2 separate regions of the Sus scrofa genome follow, and region 1 is linked to region 2. Evidence: chromatin contacts called from public promoter capture Hi-C data. All regions are on one chromosome and are shown on one strand. The core of a region is the stretch at or near the end of the contact, and the rest is flanking DNA. Distances in the headings are between cores, read along the strand shown. Region 1 holds the start of TMEM41A (transmembrane protein 41A). Region 2 holds the start of MAP3K13 (mitogen-activated protein kinase kinase kinase 13).

Region 1 (4,429 bases), core at 1,199-3,698, 190 kb after region 2:
ACTCAGACTAGAGAAGAAAACAGATTTTTAAAAAATCAAAAACATTACAGAAGCTCTGAAGGGGAAGAGTTGACCCAGCCTGGGATGGTGGGGCAGGGTCTCAAGGACAGCACCCCACAGCTATCAAATCGAATCCTTAAAAACAAAAACAGCATAACTGAGAGGAAAGGTAGGCTCGGGAGCTGGGTAGATGTGGGTTCAAACCCCAGGACTACCACCTCCTCGCCTTGTCATCTGGGATAGTTACCTGATTTCTCATCATTCATGGCCTTATCTTAAAAATGTGGAGAATAGTGTGTGTTATTGTCTCTTGCAAGAATTAAATAAGGTCATTCAGGTAAAGTGACTAGGACAGCACCTGACACAGGGGAAGCTGACAACAAATGGTAGCCACAGTAGTCTATCCTCTAGACCGTAAGAGCTGCAGCCCAAGGGCCCGTCTACAAGGACAGAAGGTGGCTTCCTGGCAGGCACAGGAGGAGGGCAGGATACTGACCAGGAAGCTGGAGCCAGGGATGGCAAAGCCCTGTTTGTAGAGGTAGGCACTGCAGAAGAGTAGGAATACGTAGGCCTGGTGCTCCTTCCGGTACTCTCGAAGGACCTCAGAGAGTTCCCGCAGCTCAGCCACATCTGAGGGGAACCATAGTGACCTGAGATTTGAAAAAGCAGATGGAAACAAAAGTCCAGATGAGCCTGATACCTAAGAAAGTCACTTGCTGTGTCTTTCTTCCAAAGGAGGTTTATAAATGTGCCCCTCATCTGGTCTGCCGGCAACACACGCATAACGGGAGGCCAGGATGACGGATGACATGATACAACACAGCAGAGGCAAGGAGAGCCTTGGTTTGGGAGCAAAGGACCTGTGGTTGCATCTCAACTCTGCTACTCTCCAGTTGCGTGATCTTGGGCTAGTCCCTGAGCCTCAGTTTCCTCATCTGAAAAAGGAGGGGTTGATGGTGGACAATCACCAAGTTCCCTCTTAGCTCTCAGGTTTTATGAACTATTCTTAAGAGGCAAATGGCTTAATATCTAGGCAAATGCAAAACATCCTAAACTACCTTTTCCTTTCCATGAGCACCTCCTCCCCCTAAGTTTTAGGCCAAGGACAATTCAAACTTGACACGACTTCTAAGTTACTAAGTAAAACAATTGTTTTATCAGTCACAAAAAAAGCCAATTAAAGATTCTCCAGGAAAGTATATTTGTCCCACGCCATAAACAAAATCTTTTCAATAATGTGTCAGGCTTGAAACCAGCCCTTTCAAAGAGCCGGCTTTTCACCCTGCTCTTTATATGGTCCTCAATGCACTATGAACCCAGTCCAAGAGCTTCAGTGTAAAGTCTACCTTGCCTCTGGCATCTAAACAACTCCTGAATCCATCAACGATCAAATCCATCAAATAAGCAAACTCTCCTGGTTCTCATCAGAATGTTTCTCTTAGTATGTATTACACCTACAGCAGAGCCTTCCCAGATGGAGCAAAAGAATACAATCTTTGCAAACAACCTTCTTAACAATCAAACATCATAACATCCCTGACACCCTTCCATTAACTTTATGAACAGTAGCTGCACTCACGACAAACTGGCCCGGTAGGTATTGTAACGCCTTCTGCCTCAGCTAGTCGGTCCTGAGAAGGAAAAGCTGAAACAGCCAGGAAGAGGGGCGGACCCGATAATTAATTAGCGAATAATTTAAAGTTGTCTGGGCAATGCTTTTCCTGAAGACAGAATGCCTTAAAGTCCCAAGGACAGACCTAACAAAACTGAAGTGAAGTGGGGAGGACGATGGAGGGAGGCTGGAAGCAGTCGTGAAGAAGGGGCTGCGGGTCCAACCAGGGCCGAGGGTCGGATGCACAGGGGAGTCAGGACTGGGCCAGGAAAGACGACAGGGACACAGCTCAAGAGGTGATGCCATGGCGCGAACAGAAATGCTCCGGGGTAAGACGCCGCGTTTCCCTCCGCAAATCTCACCCCCAAAAGGCACTAGACAGCATTCCCGCGCAGCGACCAGCAAGCAGGTCCCAGCTAGGACCGGGCCCCAGGTCCAGTCCACCCGGCCTGCTCGCGACCGTGTAGACGCTGTCTGATCCCCAGTCCTAGAACTGAACCTCAAATCCCGGCTCCCGACGCCTCCGATCTGGGAACCCCAACCTCGGGTTCCCAGACCCATCTTCCGACCTGGCTCCCCTCCTTTGACCTGAAACTTGTTCCCCGCCACCTCTGCCACGCACCTGTCTCCAGCCCCTTCGGCTGAGCCTAGTGTCTCCCCGCGGGGCAGTCGGGTCGACAGCAAGTACAAGGCAAAGGTGCAGCCGGCGAAGACCAGGAGGAGACCGAGCAGGGGACGCATATCGGCGCCCTCACCCCGACCCGCGGGGGCCGCAGACGAGCGCGGAAGCAGCACCGGGGACCTAACTGCTCGCGTACTGCGCACGCGGAGCGCGTTAGGGGACGGACCGGGGCGGGGTCCGCTCCAGGCCCCGCCCCCCAGATACAGACCCCGCCCCCTACCGGCCTCCGGCTGCTTGCCCCTTAGCCAGGAATCCTGCAGATCCGGTCTTGCAGCCTCCCTGTTCAGCACGTTCGTCTGTCCTCCTCCCGTTTGGGTGTCTTTTTCTGTTTATCTCTGTCTCTTGCTTCACTTCTTTGCGGGCTCTCTGCCAGGCGCTGGGAGAATCACGAGCCCTACCCACAGCGAGCTTGCGGTCTAGTGGTCACTCCAGTCTTGTCAACCATCGGTTGTAACACAAAGCAAATGCAGCCCTCTTAGAACCAAAGGCTCCTGTGAGTGTGGTGGAATGGTCGACACGGAAATAATGAGAATTTCCTTTTATTGAACGCCTATGTGCTCATTACCCTTAATGCTCCCAGGAATCCTGCAAGGTTGGTATTTTTGGTATTTTTGTCTTTATTTAACAAAAATCTGAGTCCTGGAAAGATTAAGTGACATCTCCGAAAAGAGAGCCAATATAGAGTCCAAGTCACCCTGAGTCCAAAACTAGCGGTCCCACACTGCGTGGATTCATGGAGAAGGTGGGGTTTTGAGTTTACCTTTGAGTTTACAGTAAAGCATGAGCAAGATTTCCACAACAGAGAGAGGAGGAATAGGGTGAGCTGGGGACCCCAGTAAGGTGCCAGCCTTCAGTATCTGTGAAGCCTAAATTGAGAAGTGAATGAGAAGGTGAGGAAAAACTCAGAAGTATTGAAAGGCAGCTAAGGAGAATGGTTTTTTAACATTGTGTTTTAAGGAGACACCAACAGAAGTGTTTAAGCAGGTGTTGCCGTTGTGGCACAGCAGAAACGAATCAGACTAGTGTCCCTGAGGAGGAGGGTTCAATCCCTGGCCTCGCTCAATGGGTTAAGAATCCGGTCTTGCCATGAGCTGTGGTGTAGGTAGCAGACACATCCTGATCTCGAGTTGCTGTGGCTGTGGCCTATACCAGCGGCTACAGCTCTGATTCGACCCTAGCCTTGGAACTACCATATGCTGCATGTGCGGCCCGAGAAAGAAAGAGAGGGAAAAGAAGTGTTTTAGCAATGGAATACATTAGTTCCCATTTTTGGATGTTTGCTCTGGCAAATGATTAGACTCCATTCTGAGTTGATAGCTGCAACTGACTTGGTGAGAAAGGATGCTGGGCTGAGCCAGGACCACATCAGTGGGGATGAAGGGAGGAAGATGGACAGACTGGGAGAAGTTGAGTTGGTAGGACATGCCTGATTAAATGGAGAATGACAGAGTCCAAAATGTTACAAGCCTGGATAACAGAAACCATCCTTGTCACATCATTCAAAACCCTTCTTGGGCCAATAAGGAGCACCTGTCAGAATTTGAAGTGCACAAGGTCCTATCAATTCTACATCCAGGAATTTAACCCCTAGGTATGCCCATAGGTAGACAAAGATGTTTGTTCAAGGGTGTTCTCTCAGCTTTGATATTAAGATATTGGGAACAACTTACCCATTATTTAGGGGGACTACTGAAGTTAATTATTGTCTATTCACAAATGGAACACTAAGTAGCTTCATGAAAGAGGGAGGCAACTCTGTCCTGATACAGTTCTGTTGCCCAGTATGGCTTGGATAACAAACACTTTTCAGTGTTAAGACTACATCATGACTCATTCGTAAGAAGAAAAAAAGGATATTTTTATATGTTCAAAATACTGAAGTATTTATGAATTAAATGGTTCAATGCATGAGATTTGCATCAAAATAATGAGATGGGGCTGTAGTGGGTAAGGATGTAAATAAAATACGAATGGCTGGAGTTCCCTTCGTGGCTCAGCAGTTGACAGACCCGACTAGGATTCATGAGGAGGAGGGTTCCTGGCTTCGATCGGTGGGTTAAGGATCTAGCATTGCCGTGAGCCAATCGCAGACGCAGCTCGGATCCCACGTTGCTGTGGCTGTGGTGTAGGCCAGC
Region 2 (4,513 bases), core at 249-2,748:
AACTGAGCAGTGTCCAGACCAGAACATTCAAATGATCACTAGACTCATGTGGCATCTGCTAGGTTCCATCTGGACTGAGCATTTCCTAGTCTTTTTCACTTAAATGTGGTCTTGCAAGTGAATCTGCTTTTATCTTATCAACACCTTGAGGAAGATTTGGGGAATGAAAGGTAGTGAGCATTTTTATTTATTTATTTTTTGTCTTTTTGCCATTTCTTGGGCCGCTCCCACGGCATATGGAGGTTCCCAGGCTAGGGGTCCAATCGGAGCTGCAGCTGCCGGCCTACGCCAGAGCCACAGCAACGCGGGATCCGAGCCGCGTCTGCGACCTACACCACAGCTCACAGCAACGCCAGATAGCTAACCCACTGAGCAAGGGCAGGGATCGAACCTGCAACCTCATGGTTCCTAGTCGGATTCGTCAACCACTGCGCCACGACGGGAACTCCATTTTTTAAATTTAAAAAAAAAATTTTTTTTGGGGTAGTGAGCATTTTTAGATTCCACTTCTGGTCTAGCCCTGACACTAATCATGAGACTTTTAGTCAGTTGCTTCTCTGGATCCAATTTTCCTTACTTGTAACATCAAGAGGTTGAGGAAGTAATTATCTCTAAAGTTCTTTTCAAAATTCAACATTCTGTCAATTTTTTGTTCTAAGGATAAATCCTCAGCTCAGCTGGTCCCATCTTCTTTTTCCTCTGAGATGACTTTATTCCTTCCATAGCAACTTATTAAGCATCTCCAAATTTTTGAGGGTTGGGCCTTAGTTTTATCCATCTTTCCAATACCTAACGCAATAACCAAACAGGTTTTTTCAAGTAGCATTGAAAATTGCTTCCTATATAAAATTCCATCTTTGTTTGGAGACGCTCACAGTTCAGAAAAGTAAGTACCAAACATCGTTAACCACTTAATTAAAAACTGAGGATAAAAAGAAAAAATTGGTTCCAGCCTCCTTTACCAGCTGTATGTTCCAACGGGGAACCAGAGACCGCTTGTAAGTTAACACTCATTGACGCTTTCATTGTGCCAGCGCTTTCCATGTATTATCTCAAGTAATACACACACCAACCTTACTTTCTAGGTACTAGTATTATCTGTTTCACGCTTGAGGAAATGGAAGCAGAGCGGTAAGTAACTTGCCTAGGTAATACCGTTACAAGCGAGAGGCAGCCTCATTCGGGCAAGACTGAGAAATCCTTGTGATTCTCCAAGGGGCCTGACGCGGCCAGAGAACAGCTGAGTTGAAGGTACAGAAGGAGCAGGGGGAAGTGACCATAGGAGAGAAGGCTCCAAAAACAGGCAAAGTGTGAAAAACAAACAAACAAAAAATACACCTCTCCAGAATGCAATAACATAGGCAGCCGGAGTTTAGGAAAGCAGATGGAAAAACGCCGGGTAAACAAGACCTGTAAAGCGCTTGGAGCCCGAAGGAACCGAGGAACCGGTCGGAAGTGACGTCACTAGCGGTGTTGGACGTTCGGCAGACTGCGGGACCTGGAGGCATTCTGGCCCGACTTGACGCCCGGAAGTTACGCCCCGGAGGCGGTACCTGGTAGTGGAGGGCGTCGCGGTGGGCGGGGCGGGGCTTCCGTGGGCATCCTGGAACCCTGGATCCCAGGCAGGTAACCTGCGGGCCGAACCTGGACCGGGGCAAGGGGGGAAGTTGGGGTTGGGGGGCTCTCAGCTGGGTCGAAGCCTCAAGCTCGGGTGGGGAAACCTGGATCTCACATGAGGTGGTGGCTGAGGAAAGGCTTCTTGGTGTGGGACTCTCTAGAGAGAGAGGGATACGGGGAACTTTGGGAACAGGGTCGTGAGGGCCGAGGTCGTTGAGGAAACGCAGGCTGAGTATTGTAGGAGTCTAGAATACTGGGATCACAGGCTCATGAATATTTGCGCTTGGGGATGAACAGATGGAACCTGGGCAATGATATGAACTCACCTAGAGTTCATTTCCCACCTACTCTGACCCCTATCCTGTTCTGCTAGTAGGGATAGCGACATTGTCTTTTCATCTCTTAATCCAGGACAGTGTCTTGTCACCACTATTAGGCATTCTTTAGATGCTGTCTAATGGATGAATTAATGAAGGCAGAAACCCAGTTCTGGTTCAGCAGGGGGAATGTCCCTGGAACTTAAGCATCCTTACCTCTGAATGTAGAAGTGAGGTTAGCTTAGTTTGGGTTTTGAGGATGTCAGTGTTGTAGAGATTCCAGACGTTGTTGTTTTTGTTTTGTGGTTATTGGAAGTTAGTGTCTTAATATTTTTCTCTGGGGTGGGTAAAGAGAGTAAGGCAATCAGTTTGGTTTCTTTCAGCTTCCTCTGCTTTTCTGCGAGTAACTTCAGGTGAATGATACTGGGCAGGAGTTGGCCATCAAATAATAAGCTGCAGTTGTAGCACTGTGCTTCTGATTACTATTCTAAGTGCTTTCTTTTCTGCAGTGTGAACTCAGTTCCTTTTTCTTAATGTTTTCTTAGGGTACTTTTGACATTTGATATGTCAATGAGAATTGCTTCATAACAAAGATGAAAAAAAAATCCAGTCAGAGTTTTCTCCTGGTGTGTACACATAAGGCTAATAAATGAAACCCAGAGGGGCCCTGTGGGGCTCCTGGGCACAAATGCCTTTCCCCATTTCTTGTTCTTAGGAAATGGGCCTCATTCAGCTTCCATAACCTTCCTTGAGTTCCAAGGGACAGGTGCAGACAGTTGCTGATCAGGGAAGGAAGGGGTTGCAAAGACAAGGGAAGAATAGTCAAGCAACAATAGGACAGTCTTAAGAGATATACATAATAAAATAGGCACCTGAGAGAAAAGTTATATTCCTTTTGCTTTTTTTAGAAATGAATACTTTAAAACTGAACAGCTTAGGGTCCTTCCTTGTCCTTCTCCCTGGCTTAAATGCACACTGAACACAATAATCTGTAAGCTAAAGATAGGCACCCTGACCATAATTGCCTGTGGGTTAAAGATTATTAGCACATGATGTTTCTCAAGAACTTTCCTAGTTTGTTCTAATCTCTGATCAATATGCCCTTTTCGTAAGTACTATTATTCTAGGCAGTAAACCAGAAGATCACCATCATGATCATACCGAGGTCTTCTGACTCCAGATGTGGATGACTAAGATTCCCCCAAAGAAAGAAGAATGCATGTTTGTCCCAATCCCGATTCCTATCTGAAAACCTGTTTTTCTCCTTTTTACTATAAAACTCCTTGCAATTCTTTCCACTGAGGGTGGGGTGGGAGGGGAGCACAGTCTTTAGGGTATTAGCCTGCTGTGACCCTCCTTTGCCTGGCAAAGCAGTAAAGCTGTTTTTTCTCCTTTACCCCAAACTCTGTGTTTCAATTCGGCACCAGCAGACAGAGGCCAAATTTGGCAACACTGACTCCTTCCAAAGAGTGATAGGAGGCTTCCAAAAGAATGAATCCCTAAAGGTTAAATTGTTTCCTTTGTAAAGTATTTGTTTAGATGTCTTGAATGTGATGAAGAGTGGACTGGACCTAAAGAACAAGTAGTATAACCAGATTGTTTTCAGCCCTCAGATGGAGAAAAGTGCAAGTGACACATCAGGCTGTGTAGAGAGATCTGGGCATGAATCACTGTCTAGATGCAGTGATTGATTTAGATCTAGGGAGGTGATTTTATGTATGGGTTTCATTCTGTCTAATGAGATAGTAGTTTCTAAGTGGTCGTAGAATCTCATAATGGAGTAGGAAAACCTGACTTAATGGCTTTTTTTTTTTAATAAATAATAAGCTAGTAAACATTTTTAGATTTAAAGGAATTTAAGATGTTATTAGAAATAGATTGGAAAAAACCTGAAAGTAGAAATGTGAATACATTATTGAAGTCATCTAATTTTTAAAAGTTGCCTGCCTTTAAAGCTTCTTTTCCCACTTTTTGGAAATTGTTAGTATCCAAATCATCCCCACTTTGAGTGCTCTTACTATGGTGCCCTTTTAGGATACATATGAACTTGGTGCAAAGTAATATTTTGAGATCCTTTAGATTTATGTTAATATTAATGTCTTACTTAAAGTCTAATTTTGCTATTGGTCTGCTTTTTAATGTCATGTCCACTAAGTTTGGGTATCTAAATGCCTATATTCATAATAATGATTATAAGTGTTATTCATAGTAAATTGGTATCAAAGTGTTAACTTAGGTATATGCATTGACATTCTTGAGGTTTTCAGTTTTTCAGAACGCTGCTATCTGTGGACTCTAATATGGACTTCATTTAAAGAAATCCAAGGACCATTAATGGACAAAAACATGAATCAAATTTTATTAAGGCATTCAAATCCTAGCATTTTGGGAAAGGTAAGTTGTTAACTATTTTATGTTAGGTGAGAAATAGAATAGCCCTGAAGTGGCGTAGAAAACTGTAGGACTGTGTTTGAAAAATACAGGCTGAATTTCTTTATATTTTAATCTGGACCTTCCAAAAAGAGTTTTGATATCAGTACATATGAGGCAGTTGTTACTATTTCTCTGTAAAACTGATC

The links. Promoter capture Hi-C pulls out the DNA fragments that hold promoters and counts their contacts.
Region 1: a contact with region 2 is called in a promoter capture Hi-C map of liver, with 2.0 times the contacts expected there. The contact joins the promoter of TMEM41A here to the promoter of MAP3K13 in region 2. A contact is called at or near these places in 1 of 5 promoter capture datasets (liver) and 1 of 2 datasets of contacts at active chromatin or transcription factors (alveolar macrophages).

The regions. Positions count from the first base shown.
Region 1 is chr13:123,362,758-123,367,186 of Sscrofa11.1, forward strand. It overlaps TMEM41A (transmembrane protein 41A), which reads right to left and starts at 2,449. Exons shown (of 5, transcript XM_021069988.1): 1 at 2,235-2,449; 2 at 497-650. The coding sequence starts at 2,353.
Region 2 is chr13:123,174,579-123,179,091 of Sscrofa11.1, forward strand. It overlaps MAP3K13 (mitogen-activated protein kinase kinase kinase 13), which reads left to right and starts at 1,499. Exons shown (of 15, transcript XM_021069980.1): 1 at 1,499-1,626; 2 at 4,202-4,328.